Regions from separate parts of the Zea mays genome. Here region 2 is linked to region 1. The links are chromatin contacts, called in public Hi-C maps. All regions are on one chromosome and are shown on one strand. Each heading gives the region's core, a stretch centred on a gene start, on an enhancer-like site or on the middle of the called end of the contact. The rest is flanking DNA. Distances are from core to core; before and after follow the strand shown.

Evidence for each region. Hi-C and Micro-C count contacts between places; a contact is called where the count stands out from the background.
Region 2: a contact with region 1 is called in a Hi-C map of ear, with 4 times the contacts expected there. The contact joins the promoter of LOC100192747 here to the promoter of LOC103644246 in region 1. A contact is called at or near these places in 11 of 25 Hi-C or Micro-C datasets (bundle sheath, ear, endosperm and 5 more) and 2 of 3 datasets of contacts at active chromatin or transcription factors (leaf and seedling).

The regions. Positions count from the first base shown.
Region 1 is chr1:299,726,333-299,733,195 of Zm-B73-REFERENCE-NAM-5.0, reverse strand. It overlaps LOC103644246, which reads left to right and starts at 4,515. Exons shown (of 27, transcript XM_020547018.2): 1 at 4,515-4,800; 2 at 5,793-5,986; 3 at 6,092-6,863. The coding sequence starts at 5,839.
Region 2 is chr1:299,898,824-299,905,686 of Zm-B73-REFERENCE-NAM-5.0, reverse strand. It overlaps LOC100192747 (ALFIN-like transcription factor), which reads left to right and starts at 4,129. Exons shown (of 5, transcript NM_001137946.1): 1 at 4,129-4,366; 2 at 4,465-4,497; 3 at 4,602-4,824. The coding sequence starts at 4,261. It overlaps LOC103644248 (40S ribosomal protein S23), which reads left to right and starts at 839. Exons shown (of 4, transcript XM_008667451.4): 1 at 839-1,280; 2 at 2,881-3,036; 3 at 3,122-3,248; 4 at 3,339-3,664. The coding sequence starts at 1,276. The coding sequence ends at 3,479.

The DNA.
Region 1 (6,863 bases), core at 3,266-5,765:
TCCGGTGCGCCAGTCGACAGAAGGCAAGATCAGCCTTCCTAGATTGCTCTCAACGGCTCCTAGCTGCCTTGGGGCTATAAAAGGGACCCCTAGGCGCATGGAGGAGCACACCAAGTATTCCTACAACATTCCTAAGCACCAAGACCTCGATTCCGCACATTTGTTTCATTGTGATAGCATATAGAGCTCTAGTGGAGTTGTGAACTCATTGAGTTGTGTTGCGAGCTCTTGTTGCGATTTGTGTGCGTGTTGACACTCTGATTCTTGCGTCTTGTGTGTGTTGCTAATCCTCCCTTGCTCTGTGCTTCTTTGTGAACTTCAAGTGTAAGAGCGAGAGGCTCCAAGTTGTGGAGATTCCTCGCAAACGGGATTGAGAAAAGCAAGCAAAACACCGTGGTATTCAAGTGGGTCTTTGGACCGCTTGAGAGGGGTCGATTGCAACCCTCGTCCGTTGGGACGCCACAACATGGAGTAGGCAAGCGTTGGTCTTGGCCGAACCACGGGATAACCACCGTGCCATCTCTGTGATTGATCTCTTGTTGGTTATTGTGTTTTGTTGAAAATTCCTCTCTAGCCACTTGGCGGTTATTGCGCTAACACTTAACCAAGTTTTTGTGGCCTAAGTTTTGAAGTTTTACAGGATCACCTATTCACCCCCCTCTAGGTGCTCTCACGTTCGCAGCCTCTCCCTTGCTGCCAAGGATCATCACCCACATGTAGCGGGAGAGATCGTCAACGAGCAGCAAGAAGTAGCGTCGTCCTCCTGGTGTGGCTGGTGTCACTGGGCCACACAAGTCCCCATGCACGAGCTCGAGCCTCTCCTTGGCTCGGAAGCTCGACTGTTGGGGAAAGGGGAGCCGTCTCTGCTTTGTCAACACGCAGACATCGCAGAATTGCTCCACATGGTCAAGGCACGGCAGGCCTCGTACCATCTCCTTGGCACTGAGCCGCTTCAGGGCCTCGAAGTTAAGGTGCCCGAAGCGCTCGTGCCACTGCCATACCCCGTCGTCTCGACGAGCAGCAAGGCAGCAATGTTGTGCCACCTTCACATTGAGGATGTATAGCCGATTTGGACTCCTGTGTACCTTGGCAAGAAGGCGACGAGAGGGATCCCAGATCCTCATGACTCCGTGCTCGACCTCCACGCGCGAACCGTTCTCATCCAGCTGTCCCAAGCTGATGATAGAGTTCCTCAACGCAGGGATGTAGTAGACTCCGGTGAGCAGCCTGTGCTCACCAGACGCGGCGGTGAAGACGACTGAGCCGACACCCTTGATCTCTACGCCGGAGGCATTCCCAAACTTGACGGAGCCTCGGACGCTAGAGTCAAGCTCGGTGAAGAACTCCCGTCGACCGGTCATGTGATGAGTGGCGCCGGTGTCGAGGCACCATCCTTCGATCATGTCCTTGTTGGAGCCGTCGCCGAGGAAAGCGCGTGCTTTCGACTCATCAAGGTGGAGGAGTGCCGCTGCGGCCGGTGCCGCTGGAGATGGCTCGATGCTTGCATGTGCCAGGAGCAGGGCCTCCTCCTTTGCCTCCGCCTGTGCGACGTTGGCCTGGCCACGTCGTGGCTGCCGACAATCCCTGGCCCAGTGGCCAAGCTTGCCGCAGTTGTGGCAGCCGTCGTCTCGTGCCGGCTTCTTGTTGCCGACGGCGCCACCTTGGGCACCTCCACGTGCACCACCCTCAGCATGTCCTCGCGCCCCGGCCTGGGCGCCTCCACGCGCCTTGCGCGGCTTGCCGCGTTTGCGGCCTCGTGTCGAGGAGGACTCCCCCTTCTTCTTGTCACCCTGGTAGGCCTCCCACTGCTCCCGAGTGAGATGTAGCTTCCCGCCGATAGTGATAGGCCCAGAGAGAGCCTGTGGTTCGTCGCCGTCGACCACCTTGAGGCGACCAATCTCCTCTTCGATCGTCATCGTGGAGAGGTCTAGCAGAGACTCGATCGAGCGAGCAATCTGCCTGTACTTCTCGGGGATGCAACGAAAGAGCTTCTCAACAGCTCTCTCCTCATCGTAGGTGTCGTCGCCGAACTGCACCATCTTCAACAGAGTGTTGAGGCAGAGAGCAAAGTCATCAACATCCTCACCTGGCTTGAAGGCCAGGTTCTCCCACTCCTTGCGAAGTGCCTGCAGTGTGGTCTTGCAGGCACGATCGCTGCCGATGCAGGTCGCAGCGATGGCGTCCCAGGCCTCCTTGGCAGTCCGCTTCTGGGAAAGCGAAAACTGCATCTCGGGCGGGACTGCAGCAATGAGGGCATCCAACGCCCGCCGATCCTCATGGTAGTCGATGTCGTCGTAACGAACTGCTTCCCACATGTGGCGAACCTGGAGCCGTACCCTCATCACTGCGGCCCACTCGACGTAGTTGGTCTTGGTGAGGGTAGGCCACCCACCGCCGGGACCGATGTCCCTAACAATGGCCTGGGCCATGCGGTGACCATGGTACCGATCCGGGGAGGGAGAACCGCGCCGCCTGTAGAGGCCGCGATCTCCGTCGACTCGGTCGCCGCCGTCGGGAGCACCGCCGGCGCGTCTACGTCCGTCTGGGCTGCCGCCGCGTGCGCCCCCGCCTGGAGCGCCGTCGGCGCGTCGGCGCCTATCCGGGCTGCCGCCACGCGCGCCCCCATGGGGATGCGCGGCTGCCCACTGTGCCGCCTGCTCTCGCGCTGCTTCTCTTGCCAGCCTGAGCTCTTCGTCAGTGTTGTCGTCGACAGAAGCAGAGCTGCCAGCTCTACTGCCGCGCAGAACCTCGAGCTCTGTTGCCGCCGCACGTGCAGCATCCGCCGCCTCCGCTGCTTCTACTTCCGCTCTCGCCGCTGCCAGTTCCGCCGCCGCCAACCGTGCTGCCCTCGCCGCTGTCGCTGCAGCCGCTGCTGCTGCTCGCTCGCGTTCTTGTGCCGCGGCGACCTCGGCCTCCTGCTGGCGCCGCGCACTCGAAGTGGCCGAGCGTAGGGACATGGTGGGCTAGTGAGGGGTCGCTGCGTGTGGAAGAGGCTGTCTCAGATGAAAGGCTGCTCGTCTGAGCATGGGAGGAAGGAACAGTTGGAGCTCTTGCTGCCGACTGAGTGTGGGGAGAGGCGCGGGAAGGAGATGAGCACGAGATGTTTAGGCTGTAGGATAGTTTGACTCCGATACCAATTGTAAGTAGAGGGACTCAACTCTCATCAAGAGGATGACACTATGAGTTGGAGCAATTTTTCTGTTTATTTCCTCAAACACTACACAATGCCATGCCCTTAGAGGGGTTGGGGACACATATTTATAGCCCTAGGGGCTGCACTACCACACCTTCTCACACACACTACACAACAGGATTGTCCTTTAGATGCTAAAGAGACTACAGAGGACAGTCAAAAGTGACTGTTGCCCTCTAGATGCTAAAGTGACTACAGAGGACAGTCAAAAAGCGACTGATGTCCTCTAAATACTAAAGAGACTATAGAGGACAGTTAAACTGTCCTCTAGATGCTAAAGGACTATAGAGAACAGTTAAAAACAGGTTGTCCTTTAGATGCTAGAGGACTTAGGGTGTGTTTGGTTTGACTTTTGGCTTTTGGCTTTTGCCCCCTAAAAGCCAAAAGCCAACCAAAGGGCTGGATCCAGGAAGCAGCTTTTTCTAAAAGCTGACTTTCTCACAGTGCAAATCTGAAAGCACCCCTGTACCTGCTTTTAGTGGCTTTTCGGATGAAACTATGAAAACATATATCGAAGAACTTTTAACGATTTTTAGTGGTTTCTACCAAACGATTTTTAGCTTTTTAATGACTCACAGCCTACAGCAGCTTTTTCCACAACTCACAGCCCACAGCAACTTTTTTCACAGCCACAGCCCAACCAAACAGACCCTTATTCCATCAACGTGAGCCTCGACCTCGTGCTGTGCTGTGCCTGGCCACATGCACCATGGAGAGCGTGACGGTCTGACGGAGACCTGGCCGATGTTGGCTCCGTTGACCGTTGTGATGGGGTACACGCTCGTCCACGAACACCTCCCCTGCGATGCCCAAGGCTGTTCTTCTCTAATTGATTTTTCGTCTTATTAAATAGCGAGAAGACATTTTAGCGTACACATCTTGGTTGATAATGGTATATATATAGACGAAGCCCTTAAAATAATGGTAAACCTACTTGCCATAACGAGACAAAATTCCAAATTTCTCCCGTTCCTCATGTCCATCGGCCAGAACTGGGCCTGTTTGGTTCAGCTTTTTTCTGACCAGCTTTTCTGAAAATCTAGCTGTAGAGAGAATCTGGCTGTGAGGAGAATCTGAGTATCATTACGATTACGTGTGGAGGAAGATAAAATTGTCCATGGGGCTTAGAATCTATAAAGTGGCGGATTACTACTATTGCGACGACTCAACCGATTATATGTTTATGTTGATTTTGAATGGTTTTTACCTAAACGAATTTTATAAAAGCTGGCTGAAAAGCTAAGTGTTTGACAATCCGCAGCAGCTTTTGGTGGCCAGAAGCTATAAAAAGCCGAAACAAACAGGTGCCTTGGCTGCCAACATGTCATCTGCTCTATTTCCATTTTGGTTGGGCCTAAAGGACGTGGCCGTTCCATCAAAGTTCAGATATGCAGCCCAAGGTAAAATTCCAGTTCCTCTTCCTCACGTGATGGCACGTGCCCACCCTGGCATGAGGCCCCATGCCGAAGCCACCAGCGAAATGAACGGAAGAAGAGAGCGGAGGGAACAACTGCCGCACGGCACGGAGACAGACGCGGACAGACCGAGCGATTGGTCGGCGACCACCTCACCTCCGCCGCCATCCACTCCTCGGCTCGGGCTCCACGGTGAGCACTCGCCGCCCTCTCCCCTCGTCCCCCGTGGCGCATCGCGATCCCACGGGCTGCTGCGTGCCAGCTCGTTGCAGCGCGGGACTTAAATTCGTTTGGGGTTTTGGTCGGTGCTGGATCCGAGTCCTGAAGCTTTGCGATTTGCGGCTGGGATTGGGCTCATTTGATGGCCACGCCCGTTTCTTCGCTTATCGTGAGCGCGCAGGGGGTTAGTTCGAGACGGGATTAGGCTTATCTCGAGTAGCATGCATGTGTTCGCCGCGCGCTTGCTCCTTTTTAACCCCAATTTTTCGCTGAACTGGGTTTCAAACGAGGACTTCATCTGGCTAAGTGGCTAAGTGGGTCTTAATTAGGGAAGGAAACCGTTATTGATGGCAGACCGTTTCATCTGTCCATGCTTACCTGTTAGTTCGATTAAGTAATCTCTAGGTTCACGAAGTAGCTTTGGCTGGGGATCATACATAGAACATATACTTTTGTAGCTGTATACTACCCTGTGTGGCTGTGTGCCAATGTTTTGGTAGTCGTCCTCCTCTCAGCTTGCTCATTAGACTAAACAAAGTTCACATCCCATTAGGTTTTCGCTTTAAATAGGTATGAGTTGGAACACTGTTCTTTTACTGAGTACTAAATTCTAATGTTGGATTATTGGTATTTTTTACTGCTCGTATTGGCTATGTTTGTTGTCCTCAAGCTAATCATGTATTGTCATATTTTAGCATTATTATTAGCAGTCATCATTTTGTGTTTTCTGTTTAGATGTCCACTTAATTCATAATTTGTCATTTTCCAAGATTTGTTTTAAAAAAATAAGACAACGGGTAAGCTTGACTTATTGAGCTTCTCTGTCTCAATCATTTTGAAGCATTCGTTTGGACTTTGGTCTCTATGTAAATAGTGCTCTACAGCCTACATTCCTTTTCTATATGACATGTCCATGTTCTGTTCAGCCGTTGTCTAATTCCTTCTATTTTCTGTTTTTTTTCAAGCAATGTTACTCGTTACCATCATTAGCTGTTGATGGGCATATGAACGATGTCCACATCTCGTCAGATAGATGATGGGCCTGCTGTACTACAGTTATGCAGATGGACATTGCTACAACCCCATCTCAAACTATCAAAATTTCGAGAGGCTTTTATATCTCCAACAAGGCGTCTTTTTGGACTGCTCTCAGACCATGGTGAGGCTTTATCGCTATCCACTGTTCTTGATCACGTTGGTGCCTTTGTTTGTTGTTCTACTGGTAATGTTGTTCTTATTTTCTAACCATGGTTTTACAACCCAGGGGATCTTGTCCTGGCAACTGCTGAGATCAACTCATCACAAGTTGAATCTCATAGAGCTCTATCGGATACCTGTACTCAGGCAGTCTTCAAAACGTTTTCTACTATTCCCCGAGTGAAGTCTTTAGCATGGGGATACTGTTCTGATGCTTTTGATGACTCAAGTTTTAATGAAATTCTAGTGGTATCAAGTGATGCTTCTATCACAGTCCATGCATTCTGCCATTCTCGCAAAAGCACACTAACAGTTAATTCAATGTCTGATGCTAAAGAGTTGCATGGGGAGTGGAAAGAGTGGCGCCCTACTGAATGTTCAGTGTTGGAGGATGGTGAGTCAGGTCCAGAAAATTGGTTTTGTTCTTTCCTAACTACAGTCACTGCGTCTGTTTCTAATGGAAAATACCAAGCCAGATTGCCCATGAAATCTTTATTGCCTAATTCAGCAGAAGTTGTATCCTTTAGCATATATGACATTACTCTCTCTTTCTTGAAATATTGGTATAGCAAATGTTCTCTGAAGACTATGGCGGAAACTGACAGTGAATCACCACGACGTTTTCTTAGAGCATCGTGCAGTTGTCAGTGGGAGTGTCTAAAAGTTTTGTCTAGCTCGTCATGTTATTTGATCGGCTTAGTTCTGACTCCTAATGAATCAGTACGTTGTGAGGCCCATCCATCCAATGCGGAGTGTATTTTGGTTACTGTTCTGGAGCTAAACCACTGGGGCATACAGTGGAACTTTGTGGCAGACCTTCAGGATGTATCTGATGGTAT
Region 2 (6,863 bases), core at 2,880-5,379, 170 kb before region 1:
CCCCTAGCTATATTCTGAACCGTCCATCGGCCTATCTACATCGACAGTTGCTGACGCGCCGGGCCCCGTCAGCTGCGCCCGGCCCGTCACAGCTCCTGCTCCGGGGCCGTCTCCCTGCTGCCGGGCCCCGTCCGGGGTATGGCCGCCTGGGTGTGGTGTAGCTGTCCGTGCGCCGGCCCAGCGCCAGCGGGAAACGTTCGCTCGTCCCGTTTCTGGAAAGGCACGTACCGGCGCGGCGCCGGCGGGCGGGAGCAGTGGCCGGAAAAGGCACGGGCACGCGGGGCGAATCCGCGTTTCCACCCCAAATCCATCGGCACCGCACGCTCGTGAGCCGTGCGGGGGGAGGAGGCGGAGGCCTGGCCAGTGTGTGTGTGTAGTAGGGGGCGGGCGGGCGGGCGGGGAGGACGGCGACAGCGCCACCCGTGGCTTTGCGCCGGCCGGCACAGTGCTTTTGACTTGAATGGTCAGTGAAAGCCTGCCCTGCCTGCCTTCTTTTCGTCTGGAGCGGCTACAGAGAGCGTACTTGATGCGTGCTGTGTCGTGCCCCGTGCGTGGTGGGACTGCGGAAGGAAAGAAACGTGGATGTGAGCGTATTAACTGCGGGACCGCGACGGATTGCGTGCGTCGTACGGCTCCGGGGGGTTCCTCTCGCCGTGTTCTCGTCTGACTTGACATTAGGGGATAGTATAGTACTGCTAATCGCATGTCAGTACGTAACCAGAGGAAGTCTTGCTTGTCTGGCGTCGTCCCGTCTCATCCTCATCCAGCGATCGCATCTCTTACGGGTTGATTTGTTCATTCATTATGATTGCGCACCGACACTGATGCGATGGTTATTGAATCTAAACACACTTTTTTCAAACAAAAAAATATACGAGTTTGAGATCAGCAGCTGTGTGCGTTTCTTTTTCCCGCAGCAGAAGTGGGGAAGGATCATGGTCATGGAATTCGCTAGGGCCCGGCCTCACTTACAACTAGTTGTACACGGCTGAGCGACAACGACCCCAACTAGTATTTCGTGTGGGCCGTGTACTGAGAACAGCACGAAACTAGGCCTCACTCAGCTGACCCAAAGGCCTTGGCCCATTTACTCCAAACAATAGCCCTAGGCCCTATTTCAGAGCAGAAGCCAGAAGGGATACAAAACGCTTCCCCGACGCCTGACTCCAAACCCTTTCGCCTCCGCCGCCGCCTGATAGCTCCAGCGCCCTCGCCGTCGGCTGCCCGGCTGCCGTCCTCCCGCTACGAGCTAGGCATCTCCTTCGCCGATCCAGCATGGGGTAACTCGTGATTCTGTGCTCTCGATCTCATAAGTTATACGCTGTTCCGTGAAAATTTTGCTGTTGTTTTTCCCAGATCTATCTATTATTATTAGATAATAAGTTAGTAACAGTGTCTCAACATGTTATCTTGTGAGGCGTCATCTTATATCTTGTTATTCGTTGGGTCTGGAATTTTTGCTGTCTTCCTACAAGGCTACAAGAAAATCAGACAAGTGAAACCTGCGTGGCAATGTTAAGTCTCTCATTTACGTAGGTTGGCTAGTATATTTCTGATGGTTGCGGTAGAGGTTTCATGTGCTACTTGGTAGTGTGCACAGCAAGCATGAGTTGTACCTGGAGCTGGCATAGTTTCATCACATTTATAATATCAATAATATACTGAATTGGCTCAAATTGGGCACCAATTAATTAGCCTAAAATGGTGGGCTCAATGGTATGCCGATAATACCTGTTTTTAATGTAGTGGTCTTTCCTCGGCTGCTGACATAACTGTCTATTGATGTTGTGTATTATGGTAATGGTTGGTATGGAATGCTGAGCGATTGATCATTGATATCTACACCTACTAACTCTGAACGATTGATATCTACTGCTACTAGCTTATGTACTCTTCTGAAAACTATAGCTAGTGAAGTTATTGTGAACTCTGCTGCTGCTATCTATTATATATGAACTCTCGCTCCTCGGATGTGTATGACCTTTGTAGTGGACATCAGAGAGCAGTGTAATGTTCTCTTGGAGTTCCTTTTGGTTCTCTTATGTTTATGGTGCAGGCTGCTTAGAGCAAGTGTTGTAATCAGATCCCTTCTCCCAGGCACCACCAAATTTATGCTGTACAATGTCTTATAAAATCACGCTGAATATTTTTTACAATTAATGATCTAGATTTATGGATGTGCCCCTCGTTTATGGTGACATTAGTACTCATGTGAGCTCATTGAGATATAATTACATGTTGAATTGTTGACCCCTGTACATATCACATGTTCACATCTACTATTACTGTCAGTTATGAACAAGGACAGCAACTCCTTTTATTTTCCATATTAACTTTCTTTGAAATGGTCATGAAAATATAGATGTTTTCATATTGTTCCTTGGCTGCGATTTTATCCCTTTTAAATATAACCGGCTTATATGGTTGCTAAATACGAAATAAGTCTCTACTCTTTAGGTTATGCTTCTATTGAAGTAGAGCTTCTGCTTTCCAACTTAACAGTATTCTCATGGATATACATTAAATTCAAACAGGAAGTTCATTCCAAAGTAGGGGTCAGCAATCAGTAGAGTTCAGTTTCATAAGCCATGCAGATTAATAGTACTCTGCTATGTAAACTTTGCTTTGAGGCCTGGTAATCCTTTGTACCTGGAGCTTTATACGTCGGGGAAACCGAATCTACAAAGACTTGACTTTGGTTGCCATGTCATGCTAGTTGCTAGCTGAATGAGTTAGAATCTAGCCTTTTATGGTTTATGAACAAGCAACCTAGGCACTTGGCTGCATATGTTTCTTGATCTTTAAATTGAAAATGGTTGATGTGCTACACCTGGTGTTAGCATGTACTTTTGGATGCTAACGTTTGTGATTCTGCTGCAGTAAGACACGTGGTATGGGAGCTGGGCGCAAGCTCAAGACCCACAGGAGGAACCAGAGGTGGGCTGACAAAGCCTACAAGAAGAGCCATCTTGGCAACGAGTGGAAGAAACCCTTTGCTGGATCATCTCACGCAAAGGGGATCGTCCTCGAAAAGATGTGAGTTCCTGAAACAGCAGATTTCATTTTCTTCTGAAGAATAGGCAAATTCACCAATGCTTGACATGCACTACTTCATTTGCAGCGGCATCGAGGCCAAGCAGCCTAACTCTGCTATTCGTAAGTGTGCTCGTGTTCAGCTGGTGAAGAACGGTAAGAAGATTGCCGCCTTTGTGCCGAACGACGGCTGCTTGAACTACATCGAGGAAAACGTAAGTTTCATCAACTCTTCACGGGTAACTGATGATGTTGTTCGACCATGCTCTGTTTGTTGATGTTTGCCACCCTCCCTTCCTCTGCAGGATGAGGTGCTGATCGCGGGGTTCGGTCGTAAGGGCCACGCTGTGGGAGATATTCCCGGTGTCCGTTTCAAGGTTGTGAAGGTCTCGGGCGTTTCCCTGCTCGCCCTCTTCAAGGAGAAGAAGGAGAAGCCGAGATCTTAAAAACCCTATCCCCCTCGCCACAAATGAATCATGTAATGCTTTTGGAGTTCTGGGACCTCATGTTGAGAACCTAGCGATTGTTTTGCCATAGTTTTGTTTAGAAGATTCTGAATTGAATTCTATATCCGTAACCGCTTGCCAGTGCGTGATCTGTGTTAATATTATCTTTCCGTGGTATCTTGGTAGACCTGAATCTCTGAACCGCTGATGTCCGGGTCGACGGCTCCAAAGTAGCCCAGATCCCTGCGCTGTTGCGATTATGCTCAGTAGCACTAGCAGTATCCATCAGCGAAAACTTGCGAAGCAGTGGAAATCTGGAAACCAGGACCCGATCCGGCGATCCCGAACGTGAGGCTCGGTGCCAAGTCAGCAGCCTATTCGGGTCCGTGCCCCCTGTACCTATAGGCCGCACCTCCTACACGCACTCCACAGATCTCGCCTCCATGCGGGGCCACCACTAAATCTCACGCTCGTGGCCCGTCGTGTCAGTGTCAGGGCCCCACGAGGCGGCATCGCGTCGCGGGCCGCCAGGCGTGACCGAAACAAACGAACCCTTTTGCCTCGGCCGGGTGCCTTGCCCGGCCCATGCCGTGCCCGGTTGTGTAAATAGAAGATAGGCGACGAACACGAAGCAAGCAAGGCAGCCGAATCCCAACTCCTGTGTGTGCCTGCCAACGCCTCGTCGCCCGCCGCCGCCGCTGCTTCGCCCCTCTCCGCCAGCCGCTCCCGCTCGGAGCACGCCGCCGCCGGCGTGGGCGCGCACCGACGGCCGTCGTGTCGCATGGATATGGCCCCCGCGGCCGTCTCCTCCAACCCGCGCTCGGTCGAGGAAATCTTCAAAGACTTCTCCGGCCGGCGCGCGGGGCTCGTCCGCGCCCTCACCTCCGGTAACGATGGCTCCCCCCGCCTACCTCGCCGCGCCGCAGCGCTCTGAGACCCGCGCAGATCTAACGAACGCTTACCTCCCGTGTCGTTGCCGGTGCAGATGTGGACGATTTCTGCAGCTTCTGCGACCCAGGTGAGTGAGATCAATCCGCGGCCAGCTCTCGCGCGGTGCGTGCGTCGGGTGGTGGATCCGGGCGGGGAATGAGCGGATCGGCGTTTCCTTTGTCCTGCGTGCAGATAAGGAGAACTTGTGTCTCTACGGCCTTCCCAACGGTAGCTGGGAGGTCTCGCCGCCGGCGGACGAGGTTCCTCCGGAGTTGCCCGAGCCGGCGCTCGGCATCAACTTTGCGCGCGATGGCATGCAGCGCCGCGACTGGCTCTCACTCGTCGCGGTCCACTCTGACTCGTGGCTCATCTCAGTCGCCTTCTTCTACGGCGCCCGCCTCAACGCCAACGACCGGTACCAATTCTGTCCTGTAGCACACGCTGGATGCTATTCGCTTTTTCAATCAGTTGCCTGGTGTTCACTGAGAGCGTAGAGTGCTTGTTCTTAGATTCATTCCTCGAACATTTGGTTTTGTTAACTTCATTGTTTGCCTTTTATTTTGGTGAATTAGTTGTTTGATTGTTAGGTGACTGGGATACTCTGAGGTTGTTCGTGTTTATGGCCTACAATATATATTTTTTTCACTTGGCGCATGTGTTTGCATGTGCACATGTTTATTGTGCTCCTCTTTTTGTTTCATTTGAGTGAATTGGGGGTCATGCTTTGGGAATGAGTTCGCTTTATCTCCCTTTGCACGCTGTTCTCTTTTCTTTTTGTTTCTGTTTATGCTGCATGAGTGCATGGTGCAGTGCAGTGTTCTTAAGGCGCCTAGGCGAGCAAGTGGATCAGACAGGCGCCTTAGCGCCTAGGCGGGAATGGCGAGTAAGGCGACCAGTTTTGCCCGGGCGCCTGGACGCCTAGGCGACGCCATAAGAACACTGGTGCAGTGAGAATCATCAGTCTTTATATTTCATAATGGTGCATTTCATAGAGTTCCGTTCTCTATTTCCTAGATACCCATGCAGGGGACTTCGCGGTGGAATGAATCAACTCGAAAAATCCCTAAACTAAAAAAAGACCTAAAGTTAAGGATTTATCAATGGGTAATGTTGCTCCAATACCTAACCAAAGAGCTACTGCAGTACCGATTAAAAAAACGGTCGTAGCTACTGGGCGACGAAATGGATTTTGGAATTTATTGACATTCTCTAGAAAGGGTACTGTCAATAAGCCCGTTGGCACAGAAACCATTAAGAGAACGCCCAATAACTTATTGGGTACTGTATGGAGTATTTGAAATCCGGGAAAAGTACCACTCGGATAATATTTCCAAAGGAGTCGCAAACGGATCCGCCGGTTCACCAATCATTGACGGCTCTAGAACCGCTAAACCTACATTACACGCAATAGTACCTAGAATTACTACTGGAAAAATGAGTAGTACTGCGGAGATCATGGATCCATCTGTTTATTATGGGAGTGCCAAACAATTGGTTCCTTTTCCACTTTATTATTACCGAAAATCATGTGGAGCAGTTGAGGATCTATCTTGCTCTAGAACTGCATGTTCCATTGCTTATAAGAATTCTGAAGTCAATCGTATTTTTGCTTTGTGGGGAACAATGCCACGGTTTAGAAGAGAGGTTAAAGAGACATCCCTCAGCACCTGTATTTATTGCTGGGCCATTTACAACTGCATCCGATCATCTTAGTGAATCCTTCAATCTTTGATTGCAACTCTAAACTCTTGCTGGGTGTACTAAAATGTTACAGCTTGTTTGCTAGTGCAAATGTTTTATGCTTGCCTAGAAATGATTTTAGCTAATTGGCAAGGTGGGGAATCATATGCATAATTTAGTTACGATGTGTTCATTTTTATAGTGAGGGTTGCCCAAACAATTGTGTGCCAATATACTAATCTGCAGATATTTTGAGCATTTTAAATACATAGCGGTATTATAAGTGAGATGTCTAGAGTCATGGCAAACAAGGGCAGTATATTAGTGGCATCTATTTATGCTTTTTTCTGAATTTTTTATTTTTTTTCTTGCTACACTAGTATTTAAATTCCTTTGCTTTTCTTGATTATGTAATGGTTTTTTAGTGTTTAAGTAAAACCTTTGTTTTTTCATCTAATTATATCATTTCTGCATCTCATATTAATATTTTGCTGACCGTTATGTAGTATTTAATCCTAAGTGCCTACTTTGTGGAGGTTGAGGTTTATGTATTTCAACAGCCTTCGCTGAATCTCTATTGATTAGATTGCTGATTTGCACTTGTTGTTCTTTCTATCACAAGTTTTAGTTGATGAGAATGACAGCGAGAATATTATGCATAATTACTCCTCTGCATTCCTTTTCTATATACTGCTTTATGCAGTTCAACCTAGATAATTTTCAGTTCCAAGAGATTTTTCAAAACTTCGAATTTGGCTTTTGTTCTTGAGACCT